2 separate regions of the Mus musculus genome follow, and region 1 is linked to region 2. Evidence: chromatin contacts called from public Hi-C data. All regions are on one chromosome and are shown on one strand. The core of a region is the stretch at or near the end of the contact, and the rest is flanking DNA. Distances in the headings are between cores, read along the strand shown. Region 1 has its middle 17 kb from the start of Gm41823. Region 2 has its middle 40 kb from the start of Gm34076.

The links. Hi-C and Micro-C count contacts between places; a contact is called where the count stands out from the background.
Region 1: a Hi-C map of embryonic stem cells shows a contact between it and region 2, with 3 times the contacts expected there. A contact is called at or near these places in 11 of 484 Hi-C or Micro-C datasets (the HL-1 cell line, embryonic stem cells, morula and 1 more), 1 of 130 datasets of targeted methods (embryonic stem cells) and 1 of 9 other capture datasets (embryonic stem cells).

The regions. Positions count from the first base shown.
Region 1 is chr19:24,062,070-24,065,949 of GRCm38.p6, reverse strand. No RefSeq gene overlaps it. Among named protein-coding and RNA genes, the nearest start is that of Gm41823, 17 kb to the right of the region's middle.
Region 2 is chr19:23,955,372-23,959,434 of GRCm38.p6, reverse strand. No RefSeq gene overlaps it. Among named protein-coding and RNA genes, the nearest start is that of Gm34076, 40 kb to the right of the region's middle.

The DNA.
Region 1 (3,880 bases), core at 225-2,724, 110 kb before region 2:
ATGTTGGTAGCACTAAAACATTTAGTGGGCTTCTTCATAGAACAACAAAAAGGAACACCAAACCACTTAAACAATGGGCCAATGTACCTGCTTGAAGACGGGTGTCAGCAAAAATCCCAGCAATGTGGTGTGTGTGTGTGTGTGTGTATGTGTGTGTGTGCACGGGGGGGGGGGTGATGGCATAGATTTAGCTTGATTTGTTTAAAACCCTGCAGGAGTTCCCATAAACTGTGGGTATCTCAATGCACACCAGGCTGAGATTTTTTTTTAAGGCTGTAAGGAATTTTAGGACTACTGTATATAATAAAGACACTTTACCTTACATACAGTAAAATGAAAAAAAAAAAGTTGCTCAAGGAAAATTATAAATCAAAGAAAAATAATTAAGGTCATAGGGAAAGGAGGGGTAACTTTAGACTTTACCTTTAGTTGATAAACCCTAAAATTAATCTTTTTAGCATATAAGTACTTTTGAAGAGTTCCTTTTTTTGTTATGCATTGCCATTTTTTTTTATTAGTTTTTGTTTTTGTTAGGAACCAGGTCTCCCCAGCCTGCCTTTGGCGACGGAGTACCAACAGCCATGTCATCACATCATCACCAGCCAGCAAATGTGACATGGGTCCCCATTAAAAAGTCCCCACCATCATGGTCCACTCTGTCTGTTGCTCTCTGTCTCTCTCATTTTGTCTCTCTATCTCTGTCTCTCTCTGTCTCTCTCTTAATTCCTGCTCAGAGACAGCCTTTCACCTCTGCAAACCCCCCACAATAAAGCTCTTGTCTGAGATCTGTTGTGGTGTGCCATTTCTGCAGCATTCCTTGATTCCCAGGCCCCTGCCTAATACACCAAGGTACTCTTCAACTGCTAATAACATCGGTGTCGTAACTCGGATAGGATATCCTGGTGCTAGTGCTCCCCTTCAGGGATCTGAGTCATATAAGACCTGTTCCACCTGCAACAGATCCATCTTCTGGCCACTGATCAACGATCGGCTCTCCATCCCTCACCGGAAGTTGGTGAAGGATCCCTCTCAATTGGTGTAAATGCTTCCCAGAGCCTTTGGTTCTTGTAGAGGCGAATGTTAGGTAGCTAGATAGGCAGTATCAGGCTTGGACGCCATTGGGGATGAGTTTCCTCCCTCAGGGTCAGTTTAGATCCCTAAGTTCTGTTACCTTAGTAACCAAGTGTAGGAAGGAAACCATTACAATTGGCTGCCAAAGACTTAAATTACCACATGAAAAGGTGGAGGGCGTTATTGAGACCTATTTAAGAGAAAACCACTTTCTCAGTCAATCTATCAATCACCTAGCCAGGAGTGCCCCTCCACAGGCCCTGCCCCCAATCTACTCTACCCAAAGACGAGTTAAGATAAGGAAGGCTTCCTCTGCTCAGCTCAGCCCTTGTAGCTGTGCAGCACCTGCCAGAGTTTGCGTTCTTTTCATTCGTTTGGCTGATCACGCGTTCCCCTCGCCCTGGGCGTTCCCCTCACTCTCATAAGCTCCCTTCTCTTTCTACTCTGTGGCGACTCACCAACCTGCACCTCTGAACCTGCCTGGTTTCTTTGGACCCTAACTCGAAAAGCATGGCTTCCTCTCTTCTCTAACTCCCTCCTGCATCTGCCAAGGACGTAGCTCTCTCGCCATGTTGTCTTTCTCAAAGACTCATAAGATTATTCACAAGCTTTCTTCTGAATATGTTTTTTTAAAGTTCTTATATTAATAATGTGATTAAAAGCCCCGAAAGGAAGCCTGAGTTTCCCTGTAGCAAAGGTGTGCACGATAGCTCACTTTCCTATGGAAGCTCGCCTTCAACCCGAAAGCTCTGTATCTATCATTCTTCAGGGCTCTATCATTGATGTCTGTGGCAATGGTGCGGTCTGTAACTCTTCTTCTCTGAAGAACAGGTATCCTCAGCTTCCTTCCTGCCAAACCAATGCAAATGAATGTTTACTCCCCCCCCCCCCCCCAAGGCTTTGAAACTGCCTTCTACAGCTTCAATTACTAAGTTTCCCTATGCCTTTCAGCCTGCACCTCAGATCCTTCTTTTACACCCGTCCTAATTGACTTTCTATTGCTCTAATAAAAATACCATGATCAAAAGCAATGGGGAGGACAGGGTTTCTTTGCCTTCTGGGTTAAAGTCCATCACTGAGAGAAGCCAGGCAAGAACTCAAGGTAGGAGCCTGGAAGCTAATCTGAAGCAGAGGTCATGTGCTTCTTGGCTTGCTGAACTACCTTGGTGATACAACCTGGACTACCTGCCCGGATAGCACGTTAGCTCTCACAGTGCTTTGGGCCCTCCCACATTAACCATCAATCATGAAAAATAATCCACAGACATCTCCACAGGCCCTTCTGACGCTCTGGATTCCTTCTTCCAAGGTGAATAGTTTGTGTCACACAGCACACGCTATGAATATTTGGTCTCCTACTCATGTCCCCAGGAGTGGTGGTTGTGGTTGGTCTCTTAATTTGCTTTGTTGTTGAACCTCAGAATTCTTCAACCTTATCTTTAATCTCTTTCCACCATCTAGTCTGTTCTATTGTTACATTAGTTGGGATTTTGTTTGTTTTTTGAAACAGAGTTTCTCTGTGTAGCCCTGGCTGTTCCAGAACTCGATCTGTAGACCAGGCTGGCCTCTAATTTAGATATCCACTGTCTCTGCCTCCTGAGTACTGAGACTAAAGGTGTGCACCACCATGCCTGGCTTACTTGAACTTTTAATTTCTACATTTTTTTTTCCTTCTAATTCTGTCTCTGCTGAATTTCTCATTCAAGTTTGGATTGATTTTTTTTTTTTAACTTAAGAATTGACTTGAATCTTGATTTTTAAAAATAAAAACAAAAAGCCAAATAACTTTTGGCCAGCCATGGTGACATACACCTTTAATCCCAGCACTCGGGAGGCAGAGGCAGGTGTACTTCTGTGATTTCCAGGCCAGCCTGGTCTACCTATCAAGTCTAGGCCAGCCAAGGCTACACAGTGAAACTCTGTCTCAACAAAATAAGGCAAAACTCCCTCAACTTTTAAAATGGCTTCTGTTTTTTTTTTTTTTTCTTTCTTTTTCTTTTCTCTTATTTTTTTTTCCCTCTGGAATTCAATATGGACTTTTGGTAACATTTTTGCTTTATGTCTTTATGTTTCTTGTGTTTCTATGTTGGTTGTTTATCTGTTGAGATGGACAGCCATCCAGTTTCAGATGGGGCTTCTTCGTGAACAGCCTTCCTTGAAAGTGGGGGAGTGCTTGCCTAGCACACAGGAGACTCTGGGGTCAGCCACAGCACCATAAATTAAAAGCAAAGCAAAACTAAACAAAACACTAGAAGAAAAACAAATTAAAAAAGAGAGCCCTGGGGACTGGAGAGATGGCTTAGCAGGTAAGAGCACTGACTGAGTTCAAATCCCAGCAACCACATGGTGGCTCACAACCATCCGTAATGAGATCTGATGTCCTCTTTGGTGTGTCTGAAGATAACTACAGTGTACTTACATATAATAAATAAATACATCTTTAAAAAAAAACAAAAAACAAAAGAGAGGCCTGGAGAGAGGCTCACTCAGTAAGGTGCTTTCTGCACAATCATGAAGACCTACATGTGAAACTTAGTAACTGCTTACAAGTCCCCAAAGCAGGTTATGTGGTCTGTGCTTATGACCCGGGGGGGGGGGTGGGGGGGGTGGGGGGGTGTGTGGCAAGGTGAGGCAGAAATTAGAGGATCTCTGGAGGTTGGTAACCGAGTCAGCCTAGCCTATTTGACAAGTTTGGCAAAAACTACCTGAGGATGACCTCTGACCTTCATATGCACAAGCATGTTTTCCTGTGGCGCTCAAATTCACACAAATGGATGTGTGCATCCGTGCACACACATGTACACACAGA
Region 2 (4,063 bases), core at 1,380-3,879:
TGGGTAGTCTATAAGCAGGGTCACTGTACTGCAACCAGCCTGACACTAGGGCTCCAGGATCTGAGCCTGCTCTTAGCCTCTGGGTTTGCCGAGTGGAGTCCCAGCCCTGACTCTGCCTGCAGTTGTAGTGTCCTCATCTGGAATGATCCTGTGGGTAGGGGAGGTCTATAAAACTCCTGACTCCTGCAGCTGCCCACCGGGAATCAGGAGCAGTTGTGACTTTTCTCTCCTTATTCCACCAGAGGGAGTCATATCTAGTGTTTGGTTTCTGAAGCCTGGGGTTTCCTTGAGAGAAAGCAAAGGAGGTGCTGGGGAGAGTTGAACACACACGCTGAAGCAATTAGCAATTAGAGATGTGTGCTTACAGTTCCTAGGTCACCTCCATCTGCCAAAGCCACCCTTTGCCTGCCAAGCTCACTGCGGTCACCGGAGTCAAGCGCTGTAGGGAGAGGCTGGCTTCCTGGCCCTCGTGTGTGCTACTCTGTCAATGTGGGACACCAAGAGTCCCCTCTCCAGTCTCAGAAAGGCCCTTTCTAACGAATCTCCATAAAATAACAACCACCAAATTTACTCCATGCTAAATGAAGAGGTTTTAAGTTGTGGTAGAAGATATGGAAACATAAAATGTTTACCACTTTAACCACTGGAAATTTAAAGTTGAGTGAAATACATTAAACATAATTTGCATTGCTGCATGTTGAACTTCATTCAGGACCTCCCATGGGCAAGATCAGTCTGCCGCTGAGCTGACTACCTGGCCCGAGCTGCTGTGTGTGCGTGTGCTTGTATGTGTTCCAGTGTTAAATGTATGGGTGGGCATGCACACATGGAGACGTGTGGAGGCCAGGGGTCGTATCAGCAAGTGTTCCCCTCAATTACTCTGCAGCTTATTTTTTGAGACAGGGCTCCTCAATGACCCTAGAGCTCATAGATTCAGCTAGACTGCTAGCCAACAAGCCCGAGGGATCCTCTCTCTTCACATCCCCAATGCTGGAAATAGACTTTTTACCTAGTGCCAGGGACAGAACCCAGGTCCATTATGCTTATGTGGCAAGCACCTTATTGGCTAAGTCTTCTCCCTCAGCCACCTTAGTTGTTTTTAAGTGAGAGGTTTAGTAACCAATGTAAAATACACAATTAACCCTCAGGGCTCACACAGTCTGCAGAGTCTTTAAAGAAGGGATCACTTCGTATCAGGGGACCGAAACCCTAGGAGTGCATTTGCATTCAACATTGGAGGAAGGTTATGTTTTCTGCGTGCCTTAACGTCTTGTTCATTAACAAAATTAACCAACCACTTTGCTTCCTATAGGTGATGTGTTTATAAAAAAAAGATAAAGAGAAGGGGGATTTGTTCTATGGGGGGGTGGTGGTGAGGTATGGGGCAAGCAGGGTGTCTCAACGGGCTCATGCCAAGGCATCCCTTCCCCCTGGGGGACCAGTCACAGGACAGTAGAGTATAGTATAGAATAGAGTTTATTCAGGGCGTGGGAAGGAGAGTTAAGAGGGCAGCAGAGGCAGAGAGCAAGAGTAGAGGAGTAGAGGGCCCCCATGAGCACGTGGAGAGAGGGGGGAGGGGGAGGGGACAGAGGAGGGAGCAAGAAGGCAAGAGACAAAGAGGGCAAGAGACCAAGAGAGGGAGGAGTGGGGCAAGCAGCCCCTTTGATAGTGGGTCAGGCCCACTTGACTGTTGCCAGGTAACTGTGGGGAGGCGCATACCTGGCTATTGCCAGTTAACTGTGGGGTGGAGTTTAGACAGAATGCTAATAATAGGTCCTCCTGCGCTAACAGTTTTTTGACGTCCCTTTCAGCTGCAAACATTGTTAGTACTAGACACACAGGCCTCACAAGATGAACGCGCTCAATGAGGTCAAGTGACCGAAGAGCAGATAAAGTAGGACTTTTAGAAGAGTAAACCTGGACACTATGCCCCTCCTTAGATTTGGGAACAAAACACCCATGGAAGGAGTTACAGAGACGGAGTTTGGAGCTGAGATGAAAGGATGGACCATGTAGAGACTGCCATAGCCAGGGATCCACCCCATAATCAGCATCCAAACGCTGACACCATTGCATACACTAGCAAGATTTTATTGAAAGGACGCAGATGTAGCTGTCTCTTGTGAGACTATGCCGGGGCCCAGCAAACACAGAAGTGGATGCTCACAGTCAGCTAATGGATGGATCATAGGGCTCCCAATGGAGGAGCTAGAGAAAGTAGCCAAGGAGCTAAAGGGATCTGCAACCCTATAGGTGGAACAACATTATGAGCTAACCAGTACCCCGGAGCTCTTGACTCTAGCTGCATATATATCAAAAGATGGCCTAGTCGGCCATCACTGGAAAGAGAGGCCCATTGGACTTGCAAACTTTATATGCCCCAGTACAGGGGAATACCAGGGCCAAAAAGGGGGAGTGGGTGGGCAGGGGAGTGGGGGTGGGTGGATATGGGGGACTTTTGGTATAGCATTGGAAATGTAAATGAGTTAAATACCTAATAAAAAATGGAAAAAAAAAAAAAAAAAGAGTAAACCTAGCGATTCTGCAAGCCTCGCGGTGGCTTGGGGGCAGTGCTGGGTGAAGGGGTGGAGCTTCCCAGGGGCGGGACTTGATGCGGGGCGGGGCTTGCCCAACTAAAGCTAGCGGCTCAGAACAGGCTCATTCAGGTTCCCTCTGGTGAGCCTCCAGTTGTGGAGCCTTGTCTTTTGAGCAAATACAGAGATCAGGAAGGTAGCTCCTGCTTCTCTCCCTGTCGGGTAAGGAAACCGAAGTATCTCCTTTGTCTTTAAGACCCCACTAAAGAACGTGGTGCTACCCAGCTTAGGTGGCCCCTTTCCCTAGCGATGAGGGTGAGTGTTGTGGAGGATAGCTCAGCTGGCAGCGAGGAAGAGAGAGGGCCAATGCGAGGCTGGGCCTCTTGGTGAGGAGGGTGCAGCCCGGGCCATGGAGATTCTCTTTGTAGGATTAGCCTGCCAGGGCCTCTGTGTGTGTGTGTGTGTGTGTGTGTGTGTGTGTGTGTGTGTATCTCATGCAACTCCGGTCAATAGCATAGGTAGGCCAGGTGAGCCAGGAAGAGTGGTCTGTGACCTTTACAAGAGAACGAACTTGTGTCATCTCACACGAGGGAGAGAGGGGGATGAGGGGGGAAAGAAGACTAGCAGGAAGCAGATTCCTGTTGTAGCTCTCATCCTTATCTCAGTTCTCAGACGGAGGAGCGCCTGTGTTGTTTCTTCAGAGGTGACTGGGTAGAGTGTTTTTAACACTGGTGACGGGCAGGGGGAGGATCCAGCATAGGCAGGGCCACTGGGGCAGTAACTGATTTCTTAAACCTTAGGGTCTTGGGCTATAAAGGAGAAGCGGCCTTTGCCTCCTGCAGGTGTTGTAGAGATTAAACTATCTATAGCACTTTGATAGGGATCTGGCCCAGATGCCTTGGCCTAGAACCAGCTGAGACTCATCGTTTGTACGTGTTAAATCTATCTCTCCACTCGACCTAGCAGGCTGCGATGGGGCACTCTGCTCTATGTGATGGGAGAAGAGGCTCTGCCAGGGTTTAGATTTAGTCGACCCCCAAAGTGGAAGTAAGGAAGCTTTGGGCTGGTATTGCGGGCCTCCGGTATGGCTGGGTGGAGGAGGAGACTAAAGAGCCACAGCGGAGTGAAGGTGATCTGGCCAGGGCACACCTACCTCCAGGAGGGGACAGTCTTGGAGGAATGCGATTGGCTGTTGAGTTACTTCCTTCTAGAGCAGGTGGTTAAAAAGCGAGGACACCCATGGGCTTGGCCGCTTCTGCAGGCCACTGGCTCGCTTTCTGCTTTTCCACAGGGGCCTCTGGACAGGACAGTGGTATGAGGCTGCTCGGATCTTCTAGAATTGTGAGTCAAGTGATTTTCTTTTGAAGTGATTGTCCATCTTTGTTCTCATAATTTAAAAAATGACATTAATATATTATTATTATTATTATTATTATTATTATTATTATTATTAACTGAAATTCTCAGAAAAAAAGACTCTACCAGGCTGACTGACTGATTACAACTTTGTGTTTGTGGAGAGCTGAGAT